2 separate regions of the Mus musculus genome follow, and region 2 is linked to region 1. A link is a contact called in public HiChIP or PLAC-seq data. All regions are on one chromosome and are shown on one strand. Each heading gives the region's core, a stretch centred on a gene start, on an enhancer-like site or on the middle of the called end of the contact. The rest is flanking DNA. Distances are from core to core; before and after follow the strand shown.

Region 1 (5,598 bases), core at 3,010-5,509:
TTTAAATGCCTTCACCACAAAAAAATAAGTATGAGGTAATGTCTCTTAATTAGCTCAATTTAGCCATACTATAATAGGCATGTATTTTGGAATACTTTATGCAGAGTAAATATGTATGATTTTTGTCAATTATATAAGTTAATAATAATAATTAAGAACTGTCTTTGCTAAGAGTTTTCCACTGAACCCAGAGTAGCCCTGCATTTTAAGCATAAAGCTTAGCGTCTGCCCGAGGTCTTTGAACGTGGTGAAGATGAGGCCCCCAGCAGTGTGGCAGTGGTGCCAATCTTCCTGACTTGCCCTTTTCAAAATTGTTGCTGTCAACATCTGGCGGGTTACTCCCCGGCAAGCCCACCCTCCAGAGTTGGCTCTCCTTCCTTCCCTCCTGTCCTCAGAGCTGGTGTGGTATGCGCATGGTGTTATGGTTCAGGGCACTGTGATTTGGGGAGGACTTGGGGATGAAGACTGGTACATGCTTCTCTCTACCTCCCACAGGGTGTATTGAAGAAGAGGGACCAAGTTCAAGCAGAGTACGAAGCCAAACTGGAAGCTGTGGCTCTGAGGAAGGAAGAGCGTCCCAAGGTCAGGAGAACACCCAGCCGAGGGTGGGCCAAGCTGCAGGCTCCCTGCGGCTGCTGCCTTGTCCTTAGATGGAAGGATAGAATCTGTTCTATCTATTGGTTATTCTGTTTCTTACTTGTTCGTGATCCAAAGTTGTATTTCTGTTCACAGAGAGGATGGGAATAGGGAATGTTATTAAGAAGAAAATGGTAAAGACCAATGTTCGGGCCAATAATTGGATGTTAGAACTGTCACTCACCTGTCCTCTCCTTCCTGGAACAGACTTGGGAAATGTAAAACCCAGACCAGACCTCAGAGATAACACTCCTTCCCTTTGTTTATGCTTTTTAAAAAATTTAGTTGCCTCACATGATACTGTGCTAGTCATCTGGGACTCAGAGGGGGTGGAGAAGTGAGTCACAGAGGAGCTCTGGGGATTGCCTGGTCTTTCGGGGTGCAGATGTGTCTGTATCCAGTATGCCGTAATAGCAGGTGGATGCAAGTCTGCTACGTTGATTCGTGTGTTACCATGGATCCACACTAGAATTTGAAAGCTGCCTGCATCTTACATGAATCTCTGGTCTTGCTCTGAGAAGGAAATAGGTAGGGGTTTACATGTTAGTGCATGTAAATGCCCTATCTGTCCTGCCCACAAAAAGAACTCAAGAATATATATTTGTAATGTATTTCAAGAGGACTTAGGATACCACCCTGCACTGCAATACACAAAACAGAGTTTGAACACTGAACAAATAAGCAAACAGCAAGAACCCTGGGTGCCGTACAGACCACTACATCCGACATGGAGGAGCCTGTGTGAGCACTGTAGCTTGTCCTCCATTCAGACATTTTTTGCCACCTGAGGCCTAACAGGTGGTCCAATCCCCCAATCTTTTGTACCTTGGGATAGACAGCACTCATCCATTATCCTTGGATATTGCCATCCCAATGTCAGTCAGACACAGGAACACATGACTGCCTCGGTCACAGAACAAGAGTATTGAAACAAGGAGGAAATCCAGGTGTTCCTTGTCAGTTAATCGTCATAAAAACCCACAAGCAAGAAACAGTCACAGTGTCTGTCAGCTACTTGCAAGCCTGAGCGCCCAGCTGTCAGCAGTCCTGGCATCCATAAGTTGGGCAACTTCACAAGGAAAGGTGCCGAGTCCTTCAGCCCTGTCCACGCCATGTTGACATTGCTCTGGTTGGTAGATAGTGACTCAAACTCCTGTAGCTTGGGGACATTTGGGCTCAGTGGTCTGGGGACTTAAAACTTTCAAGGTTTAAGCACCATTTGCCTCTGGCACGGAACACTTGAGCTATGACAGAAAACCTGGCTTAGGAGAACCAGCATGACCAGGAGACCCTCCCTAGCCATGTGAGATGAATGTACCTTACCACAGCAAAGGGACGGTCACAAAACTCAGGGACACATGTCCTTTCTAAACCATAAGAAAAACCTGAAGCCACTTGCTATATTATGCTTCAAAACTTTAATACCCTTCAGGGATTTTTTTTCCTTTGTTCTTGAGCTCTGTGGTTAACTGCCACCCAGAGTGCAGAATGGTGCCCCGTTTATGTGTGATGGGGAGTTCAGAGGACCTGGCTGGTAAACTCCTTATTCAATTCACTCAGATAAATAAGGTAAGGTGTTATCAGACATCATAAGTATTGGGCTAGCTCATGTGACCAGAACAGGAACCCCTTCTCCTCTAGTTCTGACACAAGGCGACACTGTGCCCAGGGCTGTTTGTCAGCATGGCTGAGTAAATCCTAAAGGGGCTCCACACCGCCTTACTCTGACACGAAGGAATGGTTCCCCCATGTGTCTGCTCTGCTCGGTTGGGTCAGATGATTCTTGGGGCAGGACAGTGCCTTTTACAAACCCTTCCAGGGCCTGCTTTCCAGGGAGCCTCTGACATTCTAATTGAGAACAGTGTTTGTGGAGGAGGAGAACCCAGTCACACTTTGGAGCCAAGGATATGTCTTCCTTCCAGGTGCCAGCAGATGTGGAGAAGTGCCAGGATAGGATGGAGTGCTTCAACGCTGACCTGAAGGCTGATATGGAGAGGTGGCAGAGCAACAAGCGGCACGACTTCCGGCAGCTGCTCGTGGGCTTGGCTGACAAGAATATCCAGTATTATGAGAAGGTGAACACATGCCACTGTGCTTCCCAGGAGCTACGGCCTTTCACGGGCATTGCCTTACTTAGGGATTTACTGCTGTGAGCAGACACCACGACCAGGGCAACTCTTATAAGGACAACATGTAATTGGGGCTGGCTTACCAGTTCAGAGGTTCAGTCCATTATCATCAAGGCGGGAACATGGCAGTGTCCAGGCAGGCGTGGTGCAGGAGCTAAGAGTTCTGTACTTCATCTGAAGGCTGCTAGGGGAAGACTGGCTTCCAGGCAGCTAGGATGAGGGTCTTAAAGCCCATATCCACAGTGACACACCTACTCCAACAAGGCCACACCTCCAAATAGTGCCACTCCCTGAGCTAAGCATATACAAACTACCACCGGTGTCTTCCAGATCCCCCACGTCCCATCCCTAACCTGCCTCATGTGAGCTACCCCAGTTCCCTGGCAGACTGTGCTGAGTTTCAAAGCTCAGACACCCACTCTCCTAGGCCTCCTCCTGCTGGAGGAAGTGGCTCTGTGACTGGGCAGCTGCTTCCCGGTGATACCAGCATGTGGGCACCCCCAGTTAATGGAGCCTTTGGGGTTACTTCATGTTACCTTGTGGTTTTACATAAAGGTGTCTTCACTCTCACTATGCTGTGGGCCCCTCCAGTCATCTGTTGAAGCTGACAAACATCAGACACACCAGAAGAAGGAATTAGGTCCCATTACAGATGGTTGTGAGTCACCATGAGCTGAACTCAGGACCTCTAGAAGCAGTCAGGTGCTCTGAACTGCTGAGTCATTTCCCCAGACCACACTAATACTTGTTGTTAATGTTGAACTTTAAAACATTCTTTGTGGACCTCAGAGTTAGCATTCCCATTAACACACACACACACACACACACACACAAGGAGAGGATAAAAGAGCCAACTCCTAAAATCAAGGTCCATTCCTTATGTATCTAATTTGGAGTCATTTCTAGCAATAAGTCCTGATGTCCTTTTGTAGCCTAAACTTACAGTTAAGCAATGGCCCAGTTTTAGTTGAAATAGCTTGGCCTTGAAATTCAGCTGTTGGGAACAGAACAGAACCCTGTAGGACGATGCTAGAGATAGGCCTCTCTCCTAGATTGTGGCCCTAGGACTGTTGAGCTAAATCTCCAATCCCAATAAGCCCAAATAAGTACAAACAGCACACAACTCAGTCATAATGTTTATAAGCTGCACGCCTAGATTGGGCAGATCTACCACTACACTGCTCTCTTCCCCAGCCATGAAATCCCTTGCTACTTGCGGTTCCTCCAGACCACGTGGTTCTGTTCCATCTTCCTTCCATCTCTTCTTCCTTGTCCTCCTCTCTCTCCTCCATCTCCTTGTCTCCCCCTCCTCCTTTACCCTCTCTAAAACTCCCAGCCCCACCTTTTCCTTCCTCTGCTCAATCACGGGCTCTAATCTTTGTTTGGCCTGTTAAAATGGGGAGACGTTTCACCTGAGATCACCTCTTGTGGAAGCATAATTAGCATCAAAATACAAACTGCACCAGGGCAATCCACACAGAACAGTCCTTGGCCCCTGCTGTCTTGAGGCTTAGGTGGTTGTGGCTGCTGCTCTGAGCAGATGTGCCCGCACTCGGCCTGGTTTACTAAAGGGAGCTGGGGGAGAAAGCCGCCCACTACTCTTCCACACCTTTTCTCTGGAGTCCCTACTACTTCTGAACTGGATTAGCTCTGTGCTTAGCAGTTGCCAGCTCATTAAATTTAACTCTTCATCCTGCCAAGCGGTGTAGGTATCAGAGGAGCCCTGAGTGAGCCAAAGTCCTGAGTGTATGTGCATTGTTGACCCATTCCAAGGACCCCGAAGCCTCCAACCCATAGATGCATTTCATCCTATGTGCCAGGCATGGGGGACAGCAAAGCTTTCCTTAGGGTTTGAGTATGAGTGTTTGTGAATAATTGATCAGGGTGTTCGAAGACTAGAACTGCTGCTTCCTCCTAGATGTTTGTAGCAGGAGATCTTCAGATACTAGCAACCCCTCCCCCTATGCTATTCCTAATAAACTCACTGAGGTTCCATGTTGCTGGCAGTATGAGCCCTCAATCACAATGAACACACACCCTCCTGATCCGAGCTTTGCTGTGTGTGTGTCTGTGTGTCTCTCCTTTCTCCCTTCACGTCTAGTCAGGATTGCAGGACTCAGGACTCCGAGGGTCACGGCAGGTAGTGTGATAGAGAGAATTTTATGACTGAAACCATCATTCACAGAAGTTTAAAAATTCCTCCCAAGCTGACCAGTCTTGGAGTACCAAACTAAGTATTTAACTGATGGAATCATCAGTCTGGATTGTCCCCACCCAACCAGCTTAGGAGAACAGGGGTCATACACTGTTGGCGACAGGTAGAATGTCCTCCCCATGTGAAGTCAAGGCCTCTTCTGGCTGGCTGTGTGTTAGGGGAGGCACCTGCGCAGCCTCTCTTTCTTCGTTTGTAAGTACTAATCATCTTTGCAGGGTAATTGCAAAGATAAAGTACAATGCACATGCAAGTTACCAGAACGTCCAGCATGTGGCAGACACTCAATTACAGTTTACCTCCATGCTCGTATTTGAGAGTCTAAAACCAACGAGGTCCAGTGTCTCCAGCATGCCTGTTGTGGATGAACCACCATCTCTAAACTCCCACACTTGCATCTGTCTCTTCCCATTGTAGCCTGACCTTGGTGTCTCCCTGTATCTGAGGTTGTTTCTCTGCACATTTCATATGCAAGGGACCAAATAACCCGCTGAGCAACAGCAGACTTTGCCGAACCCTGTAGGCATCCTAAGTCCATCAGAGAAGCATTAGTGATAGATTCCCAGAGGTAAGGATGGAATAAGTGTGCCAAAGGGAAGGAGCAAGGAAAAAAGTCCTCGG
Region 2 (5,543 bases), core at 785-3,284, 2.4 Mb after region 1:
ACTCCACAAGCCAATGTGGTGGTACACAGCTGAAATCCCAGCACTTTGGAGGCTGAGGCAGGAGGATAAGGAGTTCCAGACAAGCCTTTGTTATGTAAAAAGACTGTTTCAAAAGCAAATATCCGAGAAACAAGCACTATAAGAGATGACAAAAGTTTGTTTTAAGGCTGTTCAATGCAGCATTAAGTTGTAAGAGAATGCAAAACTAACACAAAACACTGAAAAGACTTAAGCAAAATAGGAACCATGTATCCGTATGCTATCAACATTATATATTTGAAAAGAACACTCAGTGGCGTGGAATACAGCTGGAACCTACTGCTAAATGAAGAATATAAGTAGATTATCAAATAGTATGTTAAATATTATTCTGTTTTTGTAACATGGTCTGTATGTAAAGAACTTTCGGGTATTTTGCACCAATAGCCAATCTACAGAGAACCTGAGTGCTTTCAACTTTCTTCTTGCTGATTGGATTATATTTTACATGAGTCTTTCAAAATGATTTGTCACAAATTCTTTAAAAAGATAATGTTCTATTGTTCAATTTTTAAAAAAGACTTTAAACAGTGACAAACCCCATTTTATCCAGTTCTGTATTGCCTCATTCTGATAATCATAGAGAAATATTTTTTTTCAGGAGCTGGCAAGATAGCTCAGTGGGTAAAGATGCCTGTTGCCAAGACCGACAACCTGAGTTTGATCTCCAGGACTCATATGGTGGGAAGAGAAAATTGATACTGGAAAGTTGATCTCCACATGTGCACTGTAGTAAATGCATACCCACATATATATATATGAACACAAATATATAAATAAAAATGTAGCAAAAGACATATGCATTCAAATTCCCATTTGTATAAAGTGATTCTTTATATACATACTGAGTCTTCACACATTCCAGATAAAACAGCAGATATGTTATATATTCTTCAATAGTACATATGGGTCTTCTCCCCTCCCCCCCCTTTTAAAATCTGAATCATATTGTAGTGTGTGGATGTGAGGTAGTTTATTCTGTATTGTAGCACACATGGAGTGTTTGTTGTCTTTCTCATCATACCTGTGAGCATTTCAGCTCCATTGTATGCAATGATCCCCTCAGTATGCAAGAGCCTTTTAGAATATTTCTAGATGCAGAACTGCTAGATCAGAGTAAATCCATGTGAAATTTTGTATATTGTTAGTTTTCTTCCATCAGGAACATATTCTACATGTTTCATCACCCTTTAACCAAAAGTTCAATCAAGCTGATGAGAAATAGCATTTGTGCCACCTAACACTTCTATGCTAGGCAAGCACCAGCTGAAAGAGCCCAGATGTCCTCAGGGACCGTGTGATGGAGGTGAGGTGACTGAGGACTCTCACAGGGTATTCTGAGCACCAGAGATGATGACAACAATGATGACGGACAGTCACAAAAAGCCAGCTACTGCATCCGTTCCCTTGAACTGCCGCTCCACAGCACACAAACTCAGACGTCGCAAGGCAGTGTGGGGGTGCTCTGTGGGGATCAGGCTTGCTTCTGTGGTTGGGATGACTTCCCTATGCTGTGATATTGACACCACGATTCCCTCTACATTGTTGCATGTTTTAGTGCACAGTTTACAGCTGTCTACTTTCTTCTGTTATTTGTAGCTTCTGATGGTATTCACTGTGCACACATGGTACTTATTGCTGGGACTGAGGCTATATCTCAGTAGCGGGACACTTGCCTAGCATGTACTAAGCCCTAAATTCAACCCCTAGAATCACATATACAAAAAACTGTCTATTCCTTGCCTTATTCCCAAATATTTTATCAACTTTCTAGCTTCAATTTAAAGTCTGGTATTTTGGCTCCCCTAAAGGTAAAGGAAATGAAACAAATGTGTATGACTTAAAAATAACTAGGCCACGAATCTGAGAGTATAAATGACCTTTACAGTAAGTGTGAAAGCTTGAGTACAAATGGTCCCCATAGACTCCTGTGTTTGAATGCTTGCCCCATAGGGAGTGGTATTATGAGGGGATGTGGCCTTACTGGAATGGGTGTGGCCTTGCTGGAGGAAGTGTGTCAATGTGGGGGCAGGTTTTGAGGTCTCAGAAACTCAAGTCAGTTGTCTCTTGCTGCTTTTGGAGCAAGAACTTCTTAGCTCCTCCAGCACCATGTCTGTCTGCACACAGACATGCTTTTCCACCATGATAGCCAGCCCCAATTAAATGTTGTCCGTTGTAAGAGTTCCCATGGTCACAGTGCCTCTTCACAGCCATAGAATACCTAAGTAAGCATTTAGATTTTTATTTTTATCTAGAATCTCCAGAGTGGGCTTCATCTTCCTAACACAGAATAAAGAGTAAAGTTTACTTGCTATTCTACCTCACACAGCCCATGAAAAATGAACTAACATAGAACTCAGACAGCTTTGAACCTCTGTGTAGCTTAGAGAGTTCACCAATTAGAGCAGAGCCCCTATCAAGACCTTAAAGACACATCTTGTCTAAAAGGACAGAATAGGGGACTCTCAAAAGTGCTTCCCCACAATTTCTTTTAAAGTGGCATCTCACTGTTTAGCCCAGACTGGCCTCAAGTTAATGATCCTCTTACCCCAGCCCAAATGCTAGGATTGCAGGCATGCACTGCTATGATCAGCTTCAAACATTTCTATCTCAGATTCTTACCTACAAAGGCCTAGTATAGAAGCATAAAAATACTCCCACACAAATGCATGCCCTTACTCAAAGACGACAATAATATATTAACCATGGTTATCTTTGAATGGAAGGATTATAGGTAATTTCTATGTTATGGGTATTTTATTAGAATGAACAGATCCAACTTTTGTAAATTAGAAAAGAGTACATGTTACTGTGTGTGTGTATGAAGCTATTTATAGACATGATCATATTTTTAAAATTGTCAGGGATAGCAATGTCCAGAAGGAAAGGAAGTCAGCAGAAACCGACATGGTAGTGGGAAGACTCTCTGGTTCCTACTCTGGAACAATGTCCACGGTTGAGGTGGAGCTAGGAAACCCAGCAAGGATTCAAAGACAAGAAAGCACTGACTCTAGAAGCAGAAAGCAGCATCAGCAGAGACACACGCTGGTGTGAGAGGACGGGGCTGAGAATGAAGCCCTGAGCAAGTGCTTTCTTCCTTCTGGGCCGGCCAGGATTTGTTCTTTTTAAAGTAAGCCCATGAAGCCCAGCTCCTCTAACTGGTCTCCCACTCTGGATCATTACTTTATAAGAAAACTGATTTTTACATAGCTCACTTACCAAATATTCCTTGAACACTTAACCATATTTCCTGAGCAATGCTTGGCAGCAGAAATCTGCCTCCTGAAAGGAACTGCTGTTCTCCCTTCAAGAGAGGTCGCAGGGAGAGTGCTAGAGTAGATTAAAGCTGGTGCACACCTTCAACCCCAGCACTCTGAGGCAGAGGCAGGCACATCTCTTCAAGTTCAAGGCCAGCCTGGTCTACATAGCTAGTTTCAAACCAGCCAGTGCTATGTAGTGACACCCTGACTCAAACAACAAATGTTTAAAAAGTAAATCATCCAGGGATAGTGGCATACATCTGTAATCCCAACACTTAGAAAACTGAGAGGGAGGCTGGAGAGTCTGAGGCTAGCCTGGGCTACATTCCAAAACCTGGACTGAACAAACCTGGGCTACACAGTGAGAACTTACACAAATAAATAAGAAAAAACAACTACCAGGGGACACTAAAGGTGTAAAACGTCTCACTGAAATAATGATGATCAGTGGAATACATGGTACCCTAGTCATCAGCTGGGAGGATCCCTGGGGCACATCTAGACTCTAGAGGGCACCAGGCAGGTGTGAGCTGCAGTTCTGCCATGGATCTTCTCCTGTTGTTTAGCTATTATACATAGGGCACTGCTAGGCTCAGTGCCAGACACCTGTTGAGTTTTAAAATGCAAAACCACAAGTGGATTAGCAAGCTAAGTAAGAGCCTGATAAACTCTGACTCATAGACCAATTGGAGCACTACTTGTTTTGGGAATAAAGTTTTATTGGAACATACTTGTGACTACATGTACATACAACAGTGATATCCAACATGGAGGTCACATATTGAACTTAGGTAAAAACAAAAGTATCCAGATGCCACATCCAGAGACTATGACAAGAGACTATGACTTGGCAGGTACTAGAATACAGGAGAGCTTTGGAAAAGTTTTATCTTGGTCGCATATAGTAAGTTAGATGAAGCTTCAAAATATGTAGTTCTGATCAAGTTTCTCAAGGGATTCTGAGGTAGCTAAACCTCTGTTGGGATGTCTCTGGTCTATAGACTATGTTATAGTCACCATTTTATCCCTGAATAGTACCAATGCGGAAAAAGAGTATATTTGGGTTACCCCAGTAGGCCTGCAGTAGGGAAGATAAAGGAAAAGGAGAGGAAAAACAAAGATAAAACTAGAGACAGGAGACATACTCATAAGGCACATTTCATGGAGAACAATGAAGTTCCAGGCTGTTGACCATGACCAGGTCATTAGTAGATAGCCACAACAATGAATGCAGTCGCAGTGGGAAAGAAACAGTAATGAAACAGGAGGAGGTTGTGCAGGGCAAGGCACAGCTCACTGGATGATACCTGGTTGTCTTAATTACTGTTCTATTGCTGTTAGAGGGGGGAAAAGCATTTCACTGAGGGCTTCCTTACAGGTTCCAAGTATCAATCCCCAGTCATCGTGGTAAGAAGCATGGGAGCAGGCAGGCAGGCAGGCAGGCAGGCAGGCAGGCAGGCAGGCAGGGTCCTAGAGCAGTGGCTGAGAGCTCACATCTGATCCACAAGTTATAGGCAGAGAGAGCAAGACCCAGCCTTCTGTGGGCTTTTGAAACCTCAGTTACACAACTCCTCTAACAAGGCCACACCCCTAGCCCTTCTTAAAAGGTCCATCAACTGGGAACCAAACATTTAAATGTATGATTGGGACCTGTAAGGGCTATTTTCATTCAAATCACCAGTCACAGGCCAAAGATATTACTAACAGCACATTGTGGTTAAGCGAACACAGATAGCTTAAACCATAAATAAGAGATCCTTATTATCAGAATACAAGAAAGCATGTCAACACTACAAGCTACAGTGTCCATTCTGTTCAATTTTGCTTAAGATTTCATGAAAAAACACAAGATAAAAGCAACGATTTCCCGGCTGAAGAGTGATAACCCAAATAAGGAGTCTGTTCTGGATAGTGTCCAGTAGACAAGAAGAAGAAAACTGGGCTCTAGAAGTAGCTGATCTCAATCCCAAGACTCACTAGCACATTTCTCAGTGCTTTTCAGAGGTTAAAATTTGTCCATCTGAAAGGACTACAGGAATTCATCACCCCTGCCTTCCTTACTTGTTTATTTATTGTGGCAGGAGCTTGCGTAGCTCAAATTTTGGCTTCCAACTTTGTGCCTAACAGAGAATGATCTTGAACTCCTGATACTCCTGTGTCTACACCCCATGCTCTAGGACTATAGGTGCCTGTCACTATGTCCAACTCTTACTGTTTTCCTTTTGTTTTGTTTCACACTATGTA

What was found. HiChIP or PLAC-seq counts read pairs in DNA pulled down with a chosen protein or histone mark.
Region 2: an H3K27ac HiChIP or PLAC-seq map of embryonic stem cells shows a contact between it and region 1, with 7 times the contacts expected there. The contact joins two enhancer-like sites. A contact is called at or near these places in 3 of 39 promoter capture datasets (cranial neural crest, frontonasal cranial neural crest and hippocampal neurons) and 1 of 115 datasets of contacts at active chromatin or transcription factors (embryonic stem cells).

Annotation. Positions count from the first base shown.
Region 1 is chr4:59,891,967-59,897,564 of GRCm38.p6, forward strand. It overlaps Snx30 (sorting nexin family member 30), which reads left to right. Exons shown (of 9, transcript NM_172468.2): 7 at 496-582; 8 at 2,559-2,711. Among named protein-coding and RNA genes, the nearest start is that of Slc46a2, 20 kb to the right of the region's middle. Within about 2 kb of position 4,260, at least 81 of the 459 cell types and tissues checked have an H3K27ac peak or open chromatin away from gene starts, as enhancers often do. A contact at or near this core is called in embryonic stem cells, where this site is marked.
Region 2 is chr4:62,314,622-62,320,164 of GRCm38.p6, forward strand. The region is part of intron 19 of Fkbp15 (FK506 binding protein 15); the gene reads right to left. Among named protein-coding and RNA genes, the nearest start is that of Slc31a2, 31 kb to the left of the region's middle. Within about 2 kb of position 2,035, at least 17 of the 459 cell types and tissues checked have an H3K27ac peak or open chromatin away from gene starts, as enhancers often do. A contact at or near this core is called in embryonic stem cells, where this site is marked.